2 separate regions of the Zea mays genome follow, and region 1 is linked to region 2. A link is a contact called in public Hi-C data. All regions are on one chromosome and are shown on one strand. Each heading gives the region's core, a stretch centred on a gene start, on an enhancer-like site or on the middle of the called end of the contact. The rest is flanking DNA. Distances are from core to core; before and after follow the strand shown.

What was found. A called contact is a pair of places that touch in the nucleus more often than the background predicts.
Region 1: a contact with region 2 is called in a Hi-C map of leaf, with 4 times the contacts expected there. The contact joins the enhancer-like site here to the promoter of LOC100194130 in region 2. A contact is called at or near these places in 5 of 25 Hi-C or Micro-C datasets (bundle sheath, leaf, leaf mesophyll and 1 more).

The regions. Positions count from the first base shown.
Region 1 is chr10:15,998,205-16,001,374 of Zm-B73-REFERENCE-NAM-5.0, reverse strand. No RefSeq gene overlaps it. Among protein-coding and RNA genes, the nearest start is that of LOC111590292, 44 kb to the right of the region's middle. Within about 2 kb of position 1,709, at least 15 of the 20 cell types and tissues checked have an H3K27ac peak or open chromatin away from gene starts, as enhancers often do. A contact at or near this core is called in leaf and leaf mesophyll, where this site is marked.
Region 2 is chr10:15,899,298-15,902,107 of Zm-B73-REFERENCE-NAM-5.0, reverse strand. It overlaps LOC100194130, which reads left to right and starts at 1,557. Exons shown (of 2, transcript NM_001139183.1): 1 at 1,557-1,865. The coding sequence starts at 1,740.

The DNA of each region.
Region 1 (3,170 bases), core at 460-2,959, 99 kb before region 2:
AGCACTCTCTTAGCTCCTTAGGGAGTCCAGTAAATTGCACCCATATCTTAGTCATCTCGTACTTTATTTCCTCTCCCTCACCATCTTCCTAGACTTGCATTTGTGCTCCAAATTTGGTATGAACTGTTCCCCATTCAATCATTCGATGAAGTTCACCCATAGAAGGAAAACCTGTTGAGAACACATTATTCCTGAAACTCTTCACCCTCCATTCCCACTCAGAAGACACCAACCTTTTCAGTTCATTCATAATCTGCTCCTCTGTCAGAGAACCCTCCACAACAGTCACTGTACCATTACAACCACCCTTCCTCGACTTGACTGGATTGAGTTGAGGTATATAGTAAAACATGAAACCCTCTACCGCATACCCACAAGGTACTGCAAAAGTTCTGCAGTTACGGACCACTGGACATTTTGAAGTTAAGTGTGTTTTGACATCACAAACTTCACAAAACAACTCAATATTGCGGTCACTCAACTGGTGTCCTTTGGTTTTACACCTGAAACAAAACAAAACGAAACTTTTTCTTTTGCCACAGGTGTTACAGAAGACCCCACCTTGTCATCCACATGAGTCGGCTTATAGAGTTCTTTGATTGTATCAAGCCTTGAACTGCGCTGAGGCCTATGATCCATCCAGCGCAGCATCCCACCTAGAATTGGACATGGACTGATTCTTCCCCACAGACTGCAGCAGCAGAGTGACAATCTGTTCCCAGGTATTGTCTGGGACATTCCTAGCAGCACCCCCGCCACCATTTGCCGCTGCAAAAGATTGGTGAAGCAAGTCAAGTCAGCTGCCTTTGAAACATCAGGTGCCACTGGAGGACTCACTGTTACCCCGTATCCGTAACGCTGACCTGCAGCCAGAGTGGAAGAAGCCCCTCCATGGCTCCATATGCGTACCTGCCCTGTTCGCCACCATCCATGTTCTAAAATGGCGTAGCACGACCACCGAAGAACCGCCCCCCTACAGAACTACCTCGCCCACCACGCCAAGCAGCTGGTCGTCCACGAACTCCTCCTCGACGGCCAGCTTACGGTCACCGCCTCCATAGCCGGGATGAAACACCGGCTGGTTTCCTCCCCTGCACCGGCCTCCGCGCCGCCATGCTGGTGATGACCCGAGGCATGACTGCGAGCGCCGTTAGACTGATGCTGGCCTCTTCCCCCTCCACGGCCGCCATGACCACCTCCCAGCGCCATAGTGTGCCTGCCTAGTCGCCGCGACGAAAGTGCTAGGCGACAAGCTTCTGAAAGTTGAATGAACTGCCCTCGCCACCGGTGATCTAGTACCCGTTCTGGTAAAAAGGAAAGCCAGCCCAGTCGTCGTGGACCCGCCCAATTAAGGCCACATCTCCCTGAATCCAGCGCTGCTGATGGCGTCCGAGAATCCCGGTGAAACGCCCTGTCACCAGGCTTTCCAAAAAAACACTTGATTTTGATATCTAATGCACATAGAAGATTGATGCACATATTAAATCATTACCATTTATTTTAGATTTAACGTCTCTAGTTGTTTGATATATTTTGCTAAGAACACCCTCCAACGTAGTGGTGTGTAGTTGTGAAATGTGTTATTTATAATTTGAATTATCAACTAAAACCGTTAGATTTAAAATGAATGGTGATGATTTAATATGTGCACTATGTGCCTTAGATATGTTCTCTTCGAATTAACAGCCAACGGATCCCCAGACCTAGGCAACGAACGCGTCTTCGTCAACCTGTGATCACGGCACTGTCCAGAGGAACAACGCAACTGCGCGCCTTTGATAGTGCATCTCCAACAGCGAACTTCGGCGAGCGGCGTGGCGACGGCAATTTTGCCCTGCCATGGCTTCACCTTGTTCCTGGAAGAAGAGAGCACAAGGCGGGAGGATGCAACCGTGTTCCCGACGTCGGCCCAGCCCAGGTCGCGACTTGCAAACCCCGACGGCTCCATCACCGGCAGGCAGGCAGACAGCAGCATGTCCTCCCATTGCGAATTTGCAGGAGCGGAGGCGCAACCTGGCTGCCTACCTCTAGCGCCGGACTCGAACCCAGTCCCATGGACAAAGATGACCGAGCCCCGACCTTTACCGGCGTTGAGCAAACACTGGTTGTAAATCCGTTCTGCTCAATCTGCCACCCAGCGATCCACCGGCGAGAGACTGGCCGAGATGGCCGCGCGCCTCCCGAGTCCCGTCCCGACGCCGAGATCCCCCCTCCGACGATAGAGAGAGAAAAGCTCTTACCTGCTGGTTGCCTTGACCACCCCTCCACGATCCTCAGCCACACACGCCTCTATCTCAGACTCTCTGGTAGTTTCCCTAGTACTAATCCCATATACTTTGACCGATCACAAGACCGAAACAAAAAAAAAAGAAATATTTATGACAGTTTCGATCGATCGTCTTAGGTAAGCAGATGGTCATACTTATCAATAATTGCTCTATCATAGAGCTGGGCAAGGCAATCATGCACACAACCAGGATCGATCCAGCCGTCCGCGGGTCCTGGTCAATGATTGCTTCTGCTGCATCGTCTGGAATAGCACAACAACAATAGTGACATGGATGGAGTATACTCGGTCTGGTAAAAAGATGTAATTCTAGATTCACAATTGAGTCCCCCTGAAGAATACAATTCTAGATGTATAGATAGATAGCCCTTATAAATATAGTGGTTTAGTGAATTCACTGACGCTCGTTCAATTCGTGCCCCAAACTCTCTGCTTGAACGCCAAATCTCGCAAAGGAGGACGCTGGATCTTGTAGGGGAGATCTTTGTGATTATGATGAAGATCTAGATGTATAGATAGCGTTGGCGTCGATCTGGGCAGCGCCAATCACTAGAGGTGTACCAGCTGGCGGTGCCCCTCTGCGGCGGCGCGGACGGTCCGCGGCTCTGGACCATACGGTCCGGGACCTAGGCACAGGAGCGACGTCTTCCCTGCGTCGCACGGGACGCGCACAGGGTCGAACGGTCCATAATGGCGCAAGGTCGTCTTCCTATTCCTCGCTGGAATCTAAATCTCGCCCTTTGGAGAAGAATCTTAGTACGCCCTGGGTTAACAGGTTACCCGGGACGTCTCCAGACGACCTGGAGTCGCCTATAAATTAATAGATCAATTCGAGGTTTGGGTCTTGGATGGACAACTAGATCTTGCCCACCGGGATGGGTAA
Region 2 (2,810 bases), core at 308-2,807:
CAGTATTATGCATTATATTATTTCAGTTATATGCGTATATAAGACACGTCGATTGACCCCAACCGCGCAAGGCAAATGGACGAAGCAAACCGCCCGTATGTATCGTGTACAGTACATAATGGACATGCATACAAAAATAGAGAGGCATCCAATGCATATGGCGATGCATTTGGTAAAAAAAAAAGCAGCGCATTTATAATGTTCAAACAGCGGTTAATTGTTCATCTCCCGTGTACTACCGAGCAATATGCATCGCAGAGAGAGCACGTGCATTTTTTGTTCTTCTCGATCAGGCCACGTAAATGTATCGCCGGTTTGCGTATATGCATGGCATGTTGGGGTCAAGTCAGTCTAAGGAGGCTGCTGGAGTAGACATGTGTTGCGCGATAGACGGTAGGGGGAACGCAAGCATAGCGAAGACATGTGCTGTCATAGTAATAGTATCGAGGCGAAAGCGATGGCGCGGAGATCCGGCCGAGAGGCGGCGTGGCGTGGCGGCAGCTCGCGGGCGCGGGCCCCGGCCGGTGGTGTCCCCTGCCGGACGTGGAGCGCCTCTCCGTCACAAGGTCCGTGTCCCCACCACTACATGCAGGTCCCGGTGCATATACGCACGCTTGCACGCATGGACTCGATCGTGACACCTTGCGTTCACAAAATATCTCCTTTTTTTTTCTTTCTCTCGCTCCATCGGTTTCGCATGTAGGTACCTCTCGTGTCACGATATTGCAGATCGGTCGTCGGGCCTGCGTCCTGCGTTGCGTTGCGTTGCGTTGCGTTGCGTTGCGTTACCTGACGGCATGCATTGCGCCGCCGCGCGCGCCATTTATATGTCACGTGTGTCATGCAGCGCAAGCGTGCCACACCGCAGCGGCGGCGGCGGCTAACCCCAGCGCGCGCGCACGTACGTGCGTGCGACACGACGTCGACGACAGTGAAGGTCGTAGCCCACAACAGCTTGGCCTCCCCTTCTCGTCACCGTACGTACGTGATCGAATTGCACTGGTCGAGCCACCATCGGCATCGTCCATGCGTTGGAATTACAAAACATGTTTTGGATCCACGTGCATGCATGCCCGTAAGAGCACGTAGGACCGGTCGGCGTTTGCACATGCATGCGGTATGGACGAGTAGCATATGAACAGTCCCACCCGCCGGTAACGACCGCCGCCGTCGGGCGGCCGGTGGCGAGTGCAGGCGCGGCACGCAATAATATCCCAGCCCGTCAAAGCCCCCCGACGCGGCGATCCCCGATTGGACGCGGCGGCTGACCACCTCGGGGACGCCACTACGTGTCCCGGCCGCACCTGACTGCGCACCACAGCCACACGAACAGGCACGTCGGATCGGGACGCAACAAGAGCCGCTCCGGTCCGGGACGACGACGACGCATGCAGCTAGCGCCGCGTGGCCGCGCGTGCCCCCACTCCGCGACAGCCACGTGGCCGCCTGTCCCGCCCGTACGGGAGGGACACGTCCGTCGCCTCGCCTGCCTGCCGTGGCCCCGCCGCGCGCGGTATATATACCTGGGCGTGGCGTGGCTCCATCTCTGTGTCTGTGGCTTTGGCTGGCCTCCATCGTTCTCGACTAGTACAGCCCGGGCGCACGCAGAGACAGAGCAGAGGAGTAGCGAAACATCCTGACGAATCAGCAGGAGAGAAAAGTCGGCAACGTTCTCGACTAGTACACACCCGATCGAAGAGGAAGAGGAAGAGGCTTGCTCTGCATCCAGCATATATTCCATGGCGCCGGCAGACATGGCGGAGCCGGCCATGACGACGGTGAGCAGGGTGGAGGACGCGGGGCGGATGTCGTCCATAGAGTGGGAGCCCAAGACGCTCACCCTCGCCCAGATCAAGTTCGCAAGGGTAAGCACGTACATATATGAATACACATAATGCATTATATATATTATACTAGAAAATTGTGAGATGCTATTTCAACCCAGGAGCTTGCATTGTTCTCGGCGATTTTTTTTTCTTTCACCATCTCATGAGGATGATTTCTTCACCGCCCTGTTAAATCAATGTGTGTGTGATCTATAATAATTTCTGTTTCGCAAATCCAATATTTCGAAATAAATATGCACGGATATCACATCCAATATTCCCTCTTTTGATTTGTAAATGCATCCTCCATCTCCTCCACCATTCCCTTTTTTTTCCTCTCCTAAAATCATCTTCAAGAGCTCTCCAGAAGTCTCCTCTAAATCAAGTTTTTTGAAAAAAACCATAAAAAACGATCTCTAACAGTTCCCAAGTGCTCACAACTTTTTCATGGCACTTAAAACTCTCTTATTTATAGCTACAAATAAGAAGTTTTAGGTTCCCAAAAACAATCTGTCGTTTTAAAAGATAAAGATCTGTTGGAGAAAAAAAAATAAAATTTACCCTACTAATTTTTTAAATGTTCCTTAAAATTGATTTTTATGAGTTATTTTCTAGGGAGCTCTTAGAAATGCTTTAAAAACACTGTCGAGTACTACGTAGCATAATTAATTCATGTACAAAAACATGTAACAGATCGATACAGCGCTTGCTAGCCGGCGAAGTGGTGCTAGTTTATATATATATATATATATATTTCTTTCAATCCCAAAGTACTATGATTCTAGTAATTGTAAAGATAATTCCCAAATAATTGGAGTGTCACTGTTCCTGAAAACCTATTCAATCAGACAGTCCTTTCCACGTGTTTAGGTACCATTGCCATGCATATTGCACCACTGCGTCGTCTTTCCATGTAGTGACTCACCTACTACCTTTCTCCCATCTAAAAAAATGTTAGTACATTAATTAAGTTATCAGTGCCTG